Linked DNA regions of Mus musculus: region 2 is linked to region 1. The links are chromatin contacts, called in public Micro-C maps. All regions are on one chromosome and are shown on one strand. The core of a region is the stretch at or near the end of the contact, and the rest is flanking DNA. Distances in the headings are between cores, read along the strand shown. Region 1 holds the start of Poln (DNA polymerase N). Region 2 holds the start of Add1 (adducin 1 (alpha)).

Evidence for each region. Hi-C and Micro-C count contacts between places; a contact is called where the count stands out from the background.
Region 2: a contact with region 1 is called in a Micro-C map of embryonic stem cells, with 5 times the contacts expected there. The contact joins the promoter of Add1 here to the promoter of Poln in region 1. A contact is called at or near these places in 2 of 39 promoter capture datasets (the HPC-7 cell line, HPC-7-derived erythroid cells and erythroid cells), 2 of 484 Hi-C or Micro-C datasets (LSK cells and embryonic stem cells), 3 of 115 datasets of contacts at active chromatin or transcription factors (bone marrow-derived macrophages, extraembryonic endoderm stem cells and pancreatic cancer cells) and 2 of 9 other capture datasets (adipose tissue and pancreatic islet).

What each region holds. Positions count from the first base shown.
Region 1 is chr5:34,166,025-34,171,131 of GRCm38.p6, forward strand. It overlaps Poln (DNA polymerase N), which reads right to left and starts at 3,502. Exons shown (of 25, transcript NM_181857.4): 1 at 3,366-3,502. Haus3 (HAUS augmin-like complex, subunit 3) reads right to left here and starts at 3,400. Exons shown (of 5, transcript NM_146159.1): 1 at 3,366-3,400; 2 at 1,381-2,419; 3 at 1-331. The coding sequence starts at 2,289.
Region 2 is chr5:34,569,407-34,575,085 of GRCm38.p6, forward strand. It overlaps Add1 (adducin 1 (alpha)), which reads left to right and starts at 4,258. Exons shown (of 16, transcript NM_001331082.1): 1 at 4,258-4,507. It overlaps Mir7036b (microRNA 7036b), which reads left to right and starts at 4,745; the gene lies at 4,745-4,807.

The DNA.
Region 1 (5,107 bases), core at 2,252-4,751:
GACTGAGTTGTTGAACCAAACTCTCTAGTTGCCGATATGTATCCCAATGTTTTCTCAACTCAATCTCATATGATAACTGGACAAGCTCAAAAGATGCCTTCTGTTTTATCAACTCATTTAACACTAACTCTTGTCTTGCCGTATAATAATCTTGTTTAGCAATCTGCAGTTCAAAATCGCCCTTTACAACTGGCATGTTCAATAGCTGAGCATATTCTTTTACCACAGCAGGCAAAACTTTGTCTTTTATATGAGTGATTTGTTCTTCAAGTTTTAGAATCTCACTGTTTAAGCTAGAAATTTCTGCATCCAAATTTTCTTTATCAATAACCTACACAAAGAAAGCAGTAACATTTTAAAATGTAGGTTTAAACTTTTATTTTCTAACTATTTTCATTGTTTGTTTTAGATGGTCAGATAATATATGCAATGAATAAAAACTAACTTATTGGTATAAGCCAAAACTAACTTTAAAGGAAAATAAGGACTAAGTCAAGAGAAAGGCCAGCATGAACTACTGAATTTCAGTACACTATATATATATATATATATATATATATACACACACACACACACATACATACATACATACAAACAAACAATAATGGCTAACAAACTAGAAGATCTCATCGTTATCATAACTTTAATAAGTATACTACTCATTATAACAAATGAATATTTTAATTTTCTTAAAATTATATAGTATTTTCTTAGTCCATGAGCTGATTATAGCACACAGATTTACCAGACTTGTTATTTCAAAATGTTTCTGTTGTAGTAACTAATTTAATACAAGTATTGGTTCAGAAACCTCTACATTTTTATTCAACTATCTACTGCCTATATTATCAAGAAAGCAAGCTTCTAGAGAGTGCAGATGAACAACTGCAATATATCTACATATTCTCAACAAGTAATGAGAAAGTCACTCCACTGAATCCTGGACTTCATTAATACTATCTTCTTGTCAGAGGAAACAAGGCAGAATATCCATAGTTAAGCAAGTAGTTTCCTTGGTTTATACCAAAAAACAGAAACCCCAGTTTAATCTGTAATTGAAATGACACAATTTTCAGATTCATAATGCAAAGTAAGGTTATTTTTGTCCAAAATTTGCTCAGTAATATTACTGAGGATAAAATTACTAAATTCTAGTAATATGATTAATAATATATTTGTATGAAATACATACTGCAAATATGTACTATAAAATTACATTAATTATATTACATAATTAATAAATTATATTAATATGCTATACTAATATAATTTTCTATAAAATTAAAATTAGATTTCCCCCCTTTTCTAAATTAGCAGCAATATTAAACTCTATATTCCTAACAATTACAATATGAATTCAGTCTTATTTCTTATGCTTACCTCATTGGTTAGTCTATTAAGATTCTCTTCCGCCCATTTTATACTCGACTTCATGCTCAAATTACTTGTTTTCAAGTATATGATCTGTTTCTGGACACAAATACATGCCATCTGCAGTCTAGCCATCTCCAGTCGTCGCTCCCTAAGGATTTCTTCATTATCACAAATAGACGGTGTTTGTATATCTAAAAGTTGAAAATTGTCTTCATTTGAACTTTCAACTACTTCGTGCATGCCCTGAAAGAATTGCTTTTTTGTGTATAAGGTTAATGCTGCTGTGCTCTGCTCTTCTTGGCTTATGTATTTTCCCAAGGGAAACTGAGATAAAAACACCATTGGATTTGTTCTTTCACTTAAATTAGAATTTCTGAAGAATATCATCAAATTATTAACTTCCTCAGTAAGACCCTGAAGTTCATTACTGAGCTTAGTATTCACAGAATTTAGGAATCCTTGCTTCTGTTTCAGCTTCTTAGTGGCCTCCTCTTGTTTAGCATTTAATGCCAGAAACCTGTAGCTAGTTTCAGAAACCATTAACTGGTATTTATTCCGTCGCTGAATTTTTGAGTTATTTAATTTCTGCAGAGTTTGAACCTCATCCTCTAATATCTGTATCTCTTTGTCATCCAGTTTGCATGTCTTCAAATCAAAAGTTTTACAGGTCCTAAGAACTTCATCCAATGCTGTTCCTTCTAGGATAGGCTTGCCTGATCGCTGGAGATCGCTGAAGGCTTCCAATTCTTTTTCAGACAATACATTCTGTTCATTCACATTCCCACAAAACCATTTCAAGAATGACTCATCTTCAACATCCTCAAAGAGCCAGTCAAAATCTTCTCCATTAAGAATATCAGCTTTGGGATAACCAATTTTTTTCAATGTTTCCACAAACTCATTTCCACAACTCATGGTTTAACTACTCCTGTTTTTAAATATTTGATATGAATCTATTTTTTTAAACTAAGTTCAAACAGAAAAAAACATATTTACGCTAAGTCCATAGAAGAAGGAAAAAAAATACAATCTATAATGTGTTTTCCTAGTGGGGGAAAGAACACAAGTATTAGACCATGAACAAGGCAAATGAATTTTAAATATACAGATCATTTTATCAGATGACATCAGGAGACTACTTAAGTTAAAAGCAGATGCACGTGCAATATCTGACAAAGACAAAGCAAAACAGAAGCAATCAGGGTGTTGCTTAGGACACTACAACAGTAATGAAGAATCTAATTAATGAAGATATAACAATAAAAAAAAACTGATTTTTTTTCCCAATGATGAAATTACTTAAAATAAATTACATTTTGTAAAATAGCTGTTTCCCCTGTAGTTTCTAGTTAGGAAAAAGAAATATGCCTACCTTTCTAAGGAAGAATCAACTAAATATTTACTTCAATCAGCGTTCCATCAGTCTCAAAGGACTCAATCTATAGATATAACCAGTCTAACGCAGAGAAAACCAGGACAAATTGACAAGTTTCAAAGTACCCATCAATCATCAAGTAAGAAGTTTTATTTCGAATAGAACACAATGAACCACGACTTGAACCAAACTTAGGTCAGTGACAATGGCAGGTCTTAAAATCACGATGTATTTGACACTCTGGTAGCAAACTCTCTGGGTTGGTTTTGGTTTGTTTCTGAGTATCCAGTTATGACACTTAAGAGCTCTAATAAAACACGCCCACAAAAGTACCAAATTGCTGTTTTTAAAAGCTGGGTAACAGATAAGTGTGTATTTCCGGTTTAACGTTTGCCTCGTATGATTGAGGCCTTGGGTTTTATCCGCAGTATCCGAAAAATAAAGCTACCAACCCCAGCCGGATGACCGGCCACGTACCTCCGCCCCCACCTCTGGCACAAAGCCTCAGCCTCCCCGCACACCCCGCGCCTGGGCCCAGCGACCTCTATCGATGCCTCAAGCAGGCTGTAGGAGGGTAGCGGCGGCCCCGCCAACCCCGAACTTACAAGACCCTTACCTCAGGAAAGCCGCAGTCACTGCTCTCTGCCAGCCTCCAACCGCGCGCGCCGCAGTGCCTCACGGGAGTGCCAGGACGCGCACGCGCAGATTACAACATCCGTAAAGTCAGCGCAGGCGGCGAGGTATCCCGGAGAAAGCGAAGGAGGACCCGCAGACCAACCCCCTTCAACGAGCCGGGGTAAAGTGATTGGCTTTCCTGACGGACGCACCGCCCCTTAGCCCCGCCTCTGGCCCGCCGTCCTTCCCGCTAGGCTCAAGAGGATTGGTTTTCTCACTATAGGCTCTGCCCTCGCTCCGCCCCACCCCGCCCCCGCTCGGGAGTTGGAGTCTGGGTCTCTTCCGGCTGCTTTGTTGCCTTGGCCATTTGGCCCTCTAGTTCAGTTAGGCCTCCTGTCCTAAGAATGGCTTGCGGTCTGTGACACCACTAGGGGACCGGAAGTTTGAGGCCGAACAGACCCCTTCTTCCCCCAACAGCTCTTACCACCACCACTGGTAGGGTGATCCAGCGTTGGTGCTAATAACAAGCAGCTGGGACCCTATCAGGTCTCTTGCAGGGTAGGATTGTTGGCTATAGAATCTTTTACAATGGTTATTTAACAAAAATCACTTAACTCCCAAGGCCTCGATGACTTCCAAGCAAAAGCTGACTCCCTCCAAGATCCCATCTTCAAAATGTCAAGGTGTAAAATACATCAGTTTTAGAATGCATTTAACTCAGAAGTACAGACATTCTGAGGATGCCCGCCGTCATTCAATGAAAGACAGAATGCTGAACTCAGATGCAAGCCTAGTTAATGTCCTATGGTCCCAGAAAACTGATCTTTGGAGTTACAGTTGGCATTGGTAACAACTTGTCTGTATGGGTCATAATCTGTTCATTTTTTTCTATCAGACAGCATTTGCAACTTAACCACTCTCTTGTAAGATGATATATAAATTCACAAGATCTGGGCTTTGATCATTAAAAAAATAGTATTCCCCTCTTCTAATCATAAATAGGGTGATGTATCAGACAAGGGTCTAGTCTAGTTGCTACTAGGTAGAATTCTTTCTGGATCTTTTTCCCTGGGCTTATTTGTTTTGTGAGACAAGGATTTGCTTCTCTACCCAGGCTGGGCTTCAACTCAAGATCCTACTTTAGCATCTCCAAGTGCTGGGGCCACAGGTATGAATCACCATGCCCAGATATTCATGTTTTCAAAGAGAGAAAAACTAATGTTCTAAGCAGATCATTTAAATTTGAGTTGAAGACATTTCCTATTAATTCTTATTTAACTTTTATCCTCCTTTTGAAGGTCAATAAAACCGGAAAGTAAATAAAAACAAACAGTACAGGGGAAAAGTTCTTAGAATGGTGCCTAATGTGGTTAGGACATCAGGGGACTGGCCCAAGAGGACCCCAGATGCCAAACTGGAGGTAGGGGCTCAGCAGGGAGCTGGCGTTGAGTGGGTTTTGGCCAGAGGAAGTGCAGGCAGTACTTTTGGGAAATTTTGCTGAGGCGGCAAAGACTGAGAGAAAAAGAGCCAAATGACACAAGATGAGGGGGTGGGAATGCAAGGCTGAGAGGATTTTTGGTGTTGTTTTGTTTTAAAGTGGGAGGAACTGGAGGATATTTATAGACTGTGCGGAAGAGCTCGGAGGAGATGGAATTAAAGATGCCAGAAAGACAAAGGGCTACTTTGCAGGCTGAGGTTCCCCCCAGGCACAGCCTGGGACCCATGAGACCTTCTAGAAAACCC
Region 2 (5,679 bases), core at 3,008-5,507, 400 kb after region 1:
TTCTTTCTTTCTTTCTTTCTTTCTTTCTTTCAGATAGAGTCTCAATGTGTAACTTTGGCTGGCCTCTATATAGACAAGGCCAGTTTCAAACTTATAGAGATCTTGCCTACCTCTGCTCCCAGAGTACTGGGATTGAAGGTATGTGCCACCATACCCAGCAAGAATTATTATTATTTGACACAGGGTTTCTCTGTGTAACCTTGGCTGTCCTGGAACTCACTCTGTAGACCAGGCTGGCCTTGAACTCAGAAATTCGCCTGCCTCTGCCTCCCAAGTGCTGGGATTAAAGGCGTGCGCCACCACTGCCTGGCCTAAGAATTATTTTATTTTTAAAGTATGTGTATACATGTGTATCTGCATGTGGGTCTGTGCACATTTGAGTGCAGGTGCCCACGGAGTACAGAGGAGTGTGTTGGATCTCATGTAGCTGGACTTATAGGCAACAATTCTAAACTCATGGACTGTTCTAAACTGTCTGACATGGGTTCAAGGAATCACATTTGGTCATCTGCAAGGACACTATGCTCTCTAAACTGCCGAGGAATCTCTCTAGCTTCCATTTTGTAAATTTTTGAATTATAGTACTTGCTAAAGTACGGAAGGAAGAAAAAGCAAACACACACCCAAATATGTAGTAATCCTTGTTAGCTTTGCCTTCTAGGAAGAAAGACTCCAGTGTAATCACCTTGTCCCCAAGGTTTGGTTGGTTTGCCAAAGGGTTCAGTTACAGCTTTTGATGCTTACAGGATGGAAATCTGGTAGCATTAATACATGGGTCAGCTTCTGTTAAAAGGAGTGCTCCCAGGGCTGGAGAGGTGGCTCAGCAGTTAGGAACTCTTGCTGTGCTTCTGTAGGATCTAAGTTCTTTTCCCAGCACCCACATTGGGTGGCTAATAACTACCTTAACTTCAGCTCTAGATGATCAGACAGTCTCTTCTGGCTTCCACTGGCACCAGTATAAACATGGTACATAAATGGATACAAATACATAACACATAAATAAAAATAATACAAAGCAAATCTTGGGCTCAGAGGTTACAAGCACTTGTTTCACTTGTAAAGGACCCAGGCCCAGTTCCCAAAACCCATATGGTGGCTCACAACTATGTGTAACTCTAGTTCTAGGGGATCCAGTGCTGCCTTCTGACCTTCAAGGGTTCCAGCTATACACACAGTGGTCCAGGTTTAATGCACAGATCTTTATCTGGTCTGGTCGGGTATAGTAGCACACGCCTTTAATCCCAGTATTTGGGAGGCAAAGGCAGGCAGATCTTTCTGAGTTCAAAGGCCAGTGTGGTGTACATAGTGAGTTCCAGGACAGCCAGAGCTACATAGCGAAACCCTGTCTACAAACAAAGAAACACACAAACCAAAGATCTTCATCCTTTTTGTCAACTCCCATAAGTCCATCCATATGCCCCTCCCTCAGACCAATCCATCTTCTAGCTTCTAGACAGCCACTTTCAGGCTCCTGATCAGTTAGCTGAGCCATTTACAGCCCCTGAGTCCAACCCACATTCCTTTCCACACAGTGGCAATGGCCAAGTTGCCTCTGGGATAATATCTCGCCATTATGTTCCAGTGGAACTGCCTGCCAAGTGGGCACACAGCAGTGCTAGACTCCTTTCAGCTCACACCAACAAACCAAGCTTTTTCCTCAGCTGTCACTGTTGTAACAGGGTCCCAGACCTTAACACAACTGACTCCATGATGGAAGTCTTGTTCAGCCTTTAAAACTCATCGAGTAGATGGCACCACCTGCTAAAACAAAGACCCAGAGATACGAGGGAGAGTCTGTAGGCCTGGGAAAGTCTCCGAATGTACTAACTCACCTTGCCTTTTGGCTTCTGTGGTTCTGCTTCTGGCTGACTGTTCTTGTTCACTGAAGTATGTCAATCCATCTTAAAAGGACCCTAAAAAAGGCTCAGTGCTACATGAGATCCCAAGCACCCAGTGTAGTCGCCAGCCAGCCATTAAAGACTTTGTATTGACTTAAACCTATGTCCAAGCAGCGTTCTCTGGTGAATACACATGGTTGTGACATGCAGAATCCTTATATGTAGCACACATGGACTAGGAGACAGTGGATTACAGTAGTGAGGAGCATGGGGTCTGGGGGCAGTATCTCTGGTTCTGGTTGAACCCACTTCAGGGCTCAGTAGCATTTAGAAGTGACTTAACCGGGTTCCTTTTTCCTTTTGTGTATATGTATGAATGTGATATATGTATGTTGGGTATATGTGTACACATGTGCAGAGGCCAGGCCATCAGGTGTTTTTCTTTATCAGTCTTTGCCTTTAGTCCCTTGAGACAGGGTGTCTCACTGAACCTAGAGCTAGTGTGGCAGCCAGCAGGCCCCAGTAATCCCCATCTCCACCCTTAATAGCCGGGTTACAGGGGTGCATGGCCATGCCCTGCTTTTTACGAGTGCTGGGGCCTGAAACTAAGGTCCTCATGCTTGAGCAACAAGTGCCCTTACCTCCTGAGCCATCTCCCCTACTTGAGTTCCTTGAATTTTTGACTTTAAATTTTCAAATATTTCTGCCCTTTCACCCCCTATGAAGTCCTACATCTCCTTCGTATGCTGTTCAATCTTGCCCAGTTTCTTTATGCTGTGCATTTGCCCTGTGTCTTCAAGTTAAGAAATCACTTCTTTTGAGGACAAATTGTCTCCTAACCCCATTCAGTGTTTTGTCACACTGTGGATTTTTTTCATCTGTACATGTCTGATTTCATTTTTATATCTTATTTGAGAGCAGGTGCCCACAGAGTACAGAGGAGTGTGTTGGATCTCTTGTAGCTGGACTTATAGGCAACATTTCTAAACTTTTATATCTCTATATATTTCATTTTTAATCACTCAACCCTCTCTCCAGTTAAAGTAGGGGCTTATGGAGGGCAGGTGATTAATGGAGTTTTGACTGATGTCCGACTCACAGTAGGTCCAATAGGTCCCCGGACACATCCTGTGGTGATTTCCCCAGTTCCAGAATGTATAATTGGGATAGATATACTCAGAAATTGGCAGAATTCTCATATTGGTTCCCTGAACTGTAGAGTGAGGGCTATTATGGTTGGAAAGGCCAAATGGAAGCCTTTAGAGTTGCCTCTGCCAAAGAAAATAGTGAATCAAAAACAGTATCGTATTCCTGGAGGAATTGCAGAAATTACTGCCACTATCAAGGACTTGAAAGATGCAGGGGTGGTGGTTCCCACCACATCTCCGTTTAACTCTCCTATCTGGCCAGTGCAGAAAACAGATGGATCATGGAGAATGACAGTTGATTATCGAAAACTCTCTCTCTTCAGCAAACTTTCACTGGCATTAGACTTGTTGCTGGGTGCTGGAGGATGTCAGAAAAGTCATCTGAGAACAGTCAACATGTAGGGCAAATGTTCCTAGGACAGAGGGTACTGACTGGAATCCACAACCTCTCTGACCCTTATGGGGTCAAACTCAGAGCTCTTGCTGTGAGGATCGGTTTGTTTTTGTTTTTTGAGACAGGGTTTCTCCGTGTATGTAGCCCTGACTGTCCTGGAACTCACTTTGTAGACCAGGCTGGCCTCGAACTCAGAATCCACCTGCCTCTGCCTCCCAAGTGCTGGGATTAAAGGCGTGCGCCACCACGCCTGGCTGAGGAGAGGCTTGGATACACACTTCTGTCACTTGAGCCAGGCTCGAGGCTTCAACCTTTAATGGTTTGAAGGGAACCAGGAGCGGGACCCCTTTGTTTCCTTTGGGTCTTTTAGGATTCAGTTGACAGGAGAGACAGTAGGGACTTGATCCTTAGGTTAGTTTACCAGGTCGCTGCCAGGTGGACTGGTTCTGCCAAGGCCTCACCTAGCCTCATTCCCTGCCTCTGAAGAGGCCTCGGTGTTTGTTAATCCACTGTCATCCGGCGGGCCCTTCCTGTCTGTGGAGCTTTATCAGAGCACACACAGACATCTCAGTCCTGACTCCACCCTGATTGACAGCCCAGTCTCCCAAACTGCCTACTGATCTTCTCGCCTGAAGCGCACCTAGACCGTGTCCGTTCGCAGTCAGTTTGTGGGTCTGACCGTCTCAGTGGGAGAACTAGCGTTCCTGTGAGCAGGTGCACCAGCCCGCCGTCCCGGACGCAGCCAAAGCGACCCCTAATCCCACTGTGACACCGCCTTCAGCCGGAGGCCGGAGTCTACCCTTCTCTCCGCCTCCCAGGGCCCCGCCCTTCTCCGGGCCTGCCCCTTGCTTAAGATTGACCAATAACAGAGAGTAGTGCTGGACGGCGGTAGGGCGTTCAGACCAATGGGGCTGTGCATTGTTGGGCCGCAGCGCCGCAGGCCGCACCCAGCTTGGCGGCGGGGGCGAGTAGAGGGGTGAGGGTTGAGGGCGGGAGAGGACGAGGGCTGCTGCAGGCGGCGGGGGGTGCGCGGCAGCCAGGGGGCGGAGCCCAGCGCGAGCCGCAGGCGAGGCGGCGGCCGCACTCGGACCCGGGAAGCCGTGCTCTCTCCCCGATTCTCCGCGGAGGTGAGGCCCGGGAGCGCGGCGAGGTCTCCGGGGCCCCCAGCGGGCGTAGGGCAGGGGCGGCGGTGCTGGGCGGGCAGGGCAGGGCTGGGCAGGGCCCGGGGCCTCTGGGGCGCCTCTGGTGCGCTGAGGAGGGCGCGGCTAGGTCGCTGCGGCGCGGGGTGCCCGGGGTCTAGGTGCTTGCCTCCGAGTGCGGGGGCGAGGACACTGCATCGTCGCTTCCCAGGATGGCCCGGACGGACGCGGGGTTCTCTGTGGAAGCGGCTTGCTCGGCTCTGAGCTTCCTGGTGGGCCTCGGGGTCCTCCCGGGTCAGCATTGTGCTAATGGTGGCTCCAAATGCTGGTCACTGCAGAGATTGTGGAAAGGTGCATCTGGGTTCCGCTTGTCGGCTCTTTTAAAAACTGACACCTTCTGCCCCAAGAGAAAAAAGCCAGCTCTGTCCACGGATGGTAGTAATGAGGTGGTCGTGGAACTTCCTGGAGATGGGGCTTGCCTTTCCTCTCTGTTTTATCGTTCAGACCTCTTCCTAAAAACACTTCGTTTTTATAATTCAGTTCCTGGTTCAAGGTATTTGGTAGATGAGTTGTGTTTGTTTTATGCACACCCATCTTAAAAATAAATATTTTGGTTCACCTGAAACTGCTGTTGTTTTGACCATGATTTTAGGCCTAACGTTGTTAAACTCCCAAAGACCAAGAACAAAGCTAAAATCTGTCTATGCATAACTGCTCAAGAATTTCAGAGAGATTGTGTGTTTGTCAAAAGTGGGTTGAAATCTCAGTCGGGATAGGAACTAGATTGCTAAGGGATCCGCTATGTCTCCTTTGCAAGCAAGCTGGGAGTCGTGGGTGGACTCAACAGGCTCCAGAGAGGAAGGAGGTTGCAGGTCGGAGGTGAGTTTTATGCGGGTGGGATTCTAAAAATCGCAGTCTTTAATTAAAGCCAGTGACGTAGGGATCACATTTTAATTCTAAAACTTTGCTATGCTTCGTCAATTCGCAGCCCAGAATGGTCTGGAACTGAAAATTTCTGCCTCTGCCCCTAGTTCTAGGATTACCTTGAGGTTGACACCACACCCTGATAGTAAAGTTGTTTTTTGAGGAAGTATGAATGGTGTTGACCTTCAGAACAGCTTTTCAGGGTTTAGATGTGGTTTCGCAGAGGTGCAGGTCGG